Linked DNA regions of Triticum aestivum: region 1 is linked to region 2. The links are chromatin contacts, called in public Hi-C maps. All regions are on one chromosome and are shown on one strand. Each heading gives the region's core, a stretch centred on a gene start, on an enhancer-like site or on the middle of the called end of the contact. The rest is flanking DNA. Distances are from core to core; before and after follow the strand shown.

Evidence for each region. A called contact is a pair of places that touch in the nucleus more often than the background predicts.
Region 1: a Hi-C map of leaf shows a contact between it and region 2, with 2.8 times the contacts expected there. The contact joins the enhancer-like site here to the promoter of LOC123182834 in region 2. A contact is called at or near these places in 2 of 5 Hi-C or Micro-C datasets (both in leaf).

Annotation. Positions count from the first base shown.
Region 1 is chr1D:450,748,665-450,751,452 of IWGSC CS RefSeq v2.1, forward strand. No RefSeq gene overlaps it. Among protein-coding and RNA genes, the nearest start is that of LOC123174547, 27 kb to the right of the region's middle. Within about 2 kb of position 1,302, at least 1 of the 8 cell types and tissues checked has an H3K27ac peak or open chromatin away from gene starts, as enhancers often do. A contact at or near this core is called in leaf, where this site is marked.
Region 2 is chr1D:450,541,676-450,544,375 of IWGSC CS RefSeq v2.1, forward strand. LOC123182834 (putative aminoacrylate hydrolase RutD) reads right to left here and starts at 1,419. Exons shown (of 10, transcript XM_044595504.1): 1 at 806-1,419; 2 at 468-705; 3 at 1-121. The coding sequence starts at 914.

The sequences.
Region 1 (2,788 bases), core at 52-2,551, 210 kb after region 2:
CCAGTACCCATCGAGGAAGGTGGATCCTTGGGTGAGCTACATGATAGGAAAAAGGGGGGACATAAAGAGAGGACGAATAACAATCACCAGTATGATTACCAACATCCAAAGAAATATGTCTTTCTTCCCATGCATGTCCATTACCAGAGTCTTCATCTGTCAAATGGTATATCAGTCAATACTGACAAAGCAACGCATATTGAACAAATAAGGAAGGGGTCTTACCCCAATCATCGCCACCATGATCTGTCTTCCATCAAGATGTTCCTAACTTCCCTCACCCACCATTCCGGCATGGCCCGCCGCTTGTGAGTCCAACCCCTACGCCTTCTTCGACGATCTCATGGAGGAGGAGGAGGAGGTCGACGACACCGACTAGATGATGTTGTCAGTGGTTCTACCATAGGTAGTAGAACATAGCAATGTCGAATAGCGACATCACATTGCATATTTTGAAAATGTCGCTTAGTGACATTTGGAATCACAAACAATATGTAATGCGACGACTTTTGGCTAGTAATATAAGTTTATTATGTTTGATGATGATTTGAACATGTTTCAATGTACCTTAAATTGAATATACAAAAAAGGAAACAAGTAAAACCACAAATGCTCTCGATGATGCCCTGTCGCTCCCGTGGCTCCTACCCCGCCGGTGCCGCCTGTTCTTGCTGTTGATGCTTCTCAGGCTGATTGGGATGCAACCAATACTCTCGATGATGCTGCGGTTGATGTTTATGATCAGCAGGTATCAGCTTATTCAGATGCTCTTTCTGTCTACCAAGATGATCTGTCTGCTTATACTCAGTGGTGCAATAATGATGCTCGAGCTGCTCGTGTTCTTACTGCGAGTGTTCTCTGACTACTCATGAGGTGTCCAAGCTGCAGACTACCCACGCACGCATGCATGCATGGCGGATGACAACAAAATCGAGCGAGATACCCGATCCACAAACGTGTGGAAGAGGGAAGTGGAATGGTCGAGTCGACCAGACATGCACGCTCCATCCACCAATTGATTCTTTTTTTTAATCAATTCTTGGAGGACTCTTTCACGATAACTTGTTTCCGGAGAGGCCGGAAAATTCAAGGACGTGGACGGTGGAAAGCCTCTTCCTTTTCTTTGTCGGCGGCTCTTCACAACCGGTTAGCCAGAGCCAATGAACCATATTAGATTAGCGACGGCTAACGGTGCTGCTTAATTAATTACTAGGCGTCAACCAAAAAGCTCAGCTCCGACCCCAGCCATGAGTGGGAGTGGCCCGTCATCATTGCATTTGCACAGCGACCTAGCCAAGCCATCTCGTCTGACCGTGACCTGCAGCGCCTATCTTTTCTTTGCACAACACAAGTCTCAAAGCGTGGGCATTCTTTTTCTTCCCCACAGAAATCGAATGAAGCTACACCTCAAGAAAAACCAAAGAATGGATTATCACCAACGAAGTTGGCCTTCTTATCTGACCACGCAACGCTCCGAGACGGCAGACAGACCGGGTGAGGCAAGGAAAGCATACACAGTCAAAAGAATCATACTGTATGCAACTGAAGAAAGAAAATTCAGATACTCCTACTTTATACCAAAGGAAGGCAGTACGTGGCTTGCAGAAATTAGAAGGTGCGGTACGTCATGACCCTTCCCGAAAGAGTTTGTTGGTTATGAGATGTTCCTTCCTTCCCGAAAGTGTTTGCGGTGTACCCTCTCAAGTATATCCAGTATCTCGAGAGGGTAACTACACAAACATAGCAGTACACAGTATATCCAGTACTACATCTGAAACCATATACGTTTGCGGTGTACCCTCTCAAGTCAATCTCCTGTTAGCACTAGCACTCGGCTATCACGAATGCGTGAAGCAATGCAACAGAGTGTACAGAACACCACTGCCTAGCTCTGTCATTAATTCATTTCTCCCAGACAGACCAAGCAAAGCGTCTTAATAACCAAGAACAAAAAAGGAATACTACTCACAGATGACCACAACCGATTCTTTCCGGATTAACTTATACGCACCTTTATCACTTTTGAAGTCGAAGTATCCCTGTCATGACTACTTCCTGGAGTACCGTTGAAGTTTTTCCTGCGCAGGAATCAGATAAACTAATGAAGGTCGTTCCATATGGATAAACTGTTGAAAGAACAACCAAAGGCAGCAAAAGGGAAGGAATAGCGAACCTGAAGATGCAGTGACCAGTAGAGCCACCACAGAGGGTTGCAGCGAGGACTGTCTTTTTTTTTTTTAAACGGAACACATGTATTCCATTACGATGACGATCTGGCTAAGTCGTCTGTTACAAAGTTTTATACAAACTCAGGGAAGTGGCCTAACCAGGCCTCACACCCTCCACTCCCTAGACCATGACCATACGCAGCTAAAGAGTGTGCTGCATTGTTACGGATTCTAGGACATACATTTAGCTTAGCAACATCAAAAGCAACATTCAACTGAAATTTTATCTCCTGAAACAATGATCCTGGAGTAGATTTATCATACTCTTCGCTTGTTGCCGCCTGCTTCAGCACCATGGAATCAGTTTCAAAGATAACATGATTGCCTCCCATCCTTGCTGTGGCATGGATTGCATACAACATGGCTAATGCTTCAACATGGAGTGCACTGGATACCAGTTCCAGGTTTCTGCTCCTGCAGCCAAAAGTGTGCCTTCATCATCTCTCAAAGTAAAACTCCAACCTCTAGAATTTGATGCTTCATGAAACGCACCATCAGAATTTATCTTAAGGAATGTACTTGGCGTAGGAGATCATTTGCCGTGACGGACTGATTCTAGC
Region 2 (2,700 bases), core at 169-2,668:
AGGCGCCATCGCTGCGAGCTTGCAGGAGATCATCGCGCCCATGGAGTGGCCGAAGACGTGGGCTTTCTTCCACCCCAGATGGTCCATCAAGGCCAGCGCGTCCCTCGCCATGATCGCCGTCCTGCCAGAGAAGAGAAGGTCGTTCATTCACACGGTCAGTACGGAGAACCATCGGCCGTTTGACTTTTCAACGCGTTTCATGGAGGAAGATTAGCCGCCCTCTGTTTCTTCCTCTCAGCCGCACGCGTGGTACTAGTACTATTGTTTTCTCATGGATGAAAGCAATCGCGACAGCAGGGAGGATGAATCGAATCGAGTAAAACGTGCATTTATTCTCGCCGAAAGCTACAATCTTCCTTGCAGATCTCGAGAGACCAACAATGTCGTCTACCAAACCCTGCCCGCCGATGATTGAAACCGACGGAAATTTGGATCTAGGAGACGACGGGAGAGAGAGAGAGACTCACGAGTAGTAGGATTTGTGCGGGGGGATGCTGCTGCGGCCGACGCCGCGGTTGTCGAAGCAGCAGACCTCGATGCCCTCGCCGACGTCCTCCTCCTCCGGCGCCGTCGCCGTCGCCGGCGCGGCGGCCTCCTCGTCCGTCCTCGCGGCGGGCTCGGGCACGTCGCCGCCGTCCGCCGGCTCCATGGACCCGGTCAGCCCCCTTATCTGCGGGCCCCACGAGTCGTGCGTCCCCGCCAGACCTGAAGCGAAGAACCATTTCTCAGAGAAGAGTTCCTCCGAACCAGAAAAAGGATTGAATTTTTCCACTGTATCGAATTGGCCGGGGGGCGGCGTGCTTACCGATGACGAGGAGCACCTTGGTGGCGCCGCGGCCGTAGCGGCGGTAGAAGAGGCGGACGCCCTCCCACTTGTCGCCGGCCTGGTACCGGTCCACCTCGCAGTAAGGCATTGCTTCGCCGGCCGCCTCTCCTCGCCTCTCGCCGCCACCGGGATCGATCGCCTGGCTCCTCTCCCTCTCTCTGCCAGGGATTTATGGATTTATTTAGCTTCTCGTTACTGGGGAACAGAACAGGTGGGTCGGGCTGGGTTGCCGAATCGGGGGCCGAATCGGATTTAAAACGAGGGGGAAACGGAGTGGAGCTCGGGAAGGAAAGGGCGGGCGATTTATAGCCGCCCGCGAGCCGGAGTCGTCCAGGCGGGCGGAGTCGGGGCCGCGAGGGAAACGGGTGTGGAGGAGGAGACGGATTCGCTGTGCCGGAACACGTGGATGGATGGATACGACCTGCGCGGCGCGCCGGCGGGGACACGTCGGCGGGTGGTGTCGCCGTCTGCTGAGTCAAAGGGGACGCGCTCGCTCGCGGCGGGAAGATGGGAGTGTGGGGTTGAGGTCCACGATTTTTGGGTGGCGATTCTTTTTGTGAGCGTGCTGGTAGTGGTTTGATCGGCGGCAGAGAGAGAGAGAGAGAGTTGCGCTGTGCTATTTGTTTTGTTTTTGTGGGTGGACGAACTTGTGGGTGGATAAAGCCGCCGCGACGACGATGATGATCGATCGATGGGGAAGCGGCGGTGGATTGTCTGGTTGTGCTGTGCGATTCCATAATAAAGATAAGAGAAGATGGTACTCCCTCCGTTCCATAATATAATGTGTATGCATTTTTCAAACTTAAATCTTAAAAAACGCGAGCGCACTATATCGTGAAATGGAGAGTAGTATATAAAGACATGTGAATAAACTCCTATACAAAGAACAGGGTGTGGATGCAAAGGTCCCGTATTGATAGGCTTAAGGAGATGGCCGAAACGCTAAATTTGTTTCACTTTGGCGCATTTTGGCGTGCACGAAAAAAACAGAATTAGAATGCTATTTGAAGATATGCATGGAAATATTTTTAATGATGAAAAAGAAACAGCTCCAGCATCCACGGATAGTATTGTAATAACTTTCTTTTACAAGAAGTATTGGCAGCTGGTTCGCGATAGTGTGGTGCATGAAGTGTTACACATGTTTTGTGGCGGCTATATCCGGGAAGGATGGAATGACACCATCATGGTCCTTATCCCAAAGGTGAAGAACCCTCGGAGTCCAAAAGACCTACACCCAATTAGCCTTTGCAATATTATGTGCAAACTTGTTCCAACAGCATTGCAAGCCGGTTGAAGTGCATCTCGGGGGAGATCATTTTGGGTAACCAAAGCGCCTTTGCTCCGGATAGGCTTATCTCTAATAATACAATATTGGCTTATGAAATGTTACATTTTCTAAAGAGGGGAACTGAAAGTGCTAGTTATCGACCAGAGAGGGGGTGAATAGGCGGTTTTTATGATTGTCTTCGAAACAGGCAATGTCTTCAAAGACGTGGAAGCAAAACAATAACTAAGCAGGGCGCAACGGAAGATAAACTACGGTACACATGCTGACATAACAACACAATTGATGTGAGAAGTGAATGCAGACAACAAACTAGGTAGCAGAGAACAATATTAACATTTAATGTGAAGACAAAGATGTAATCAAGGGATTGTCTTACACAATGACTTCAAACAGAATGAGCAAGCGAAGCCTTCACAATACAAAACACTAAGTGAGGAAGTGAAGTGATAGTTGCCCAGAGAAAACAAGTGATTTGTTGGACTAGTTCCAGATGCTGTAACAGTTGTACGTCTGGTTAGGGATGCTAAGATTAAACTCAGAAGAGCATGTCTTCAACTTATTTTCCTTGAGCTAAGGTCACCGT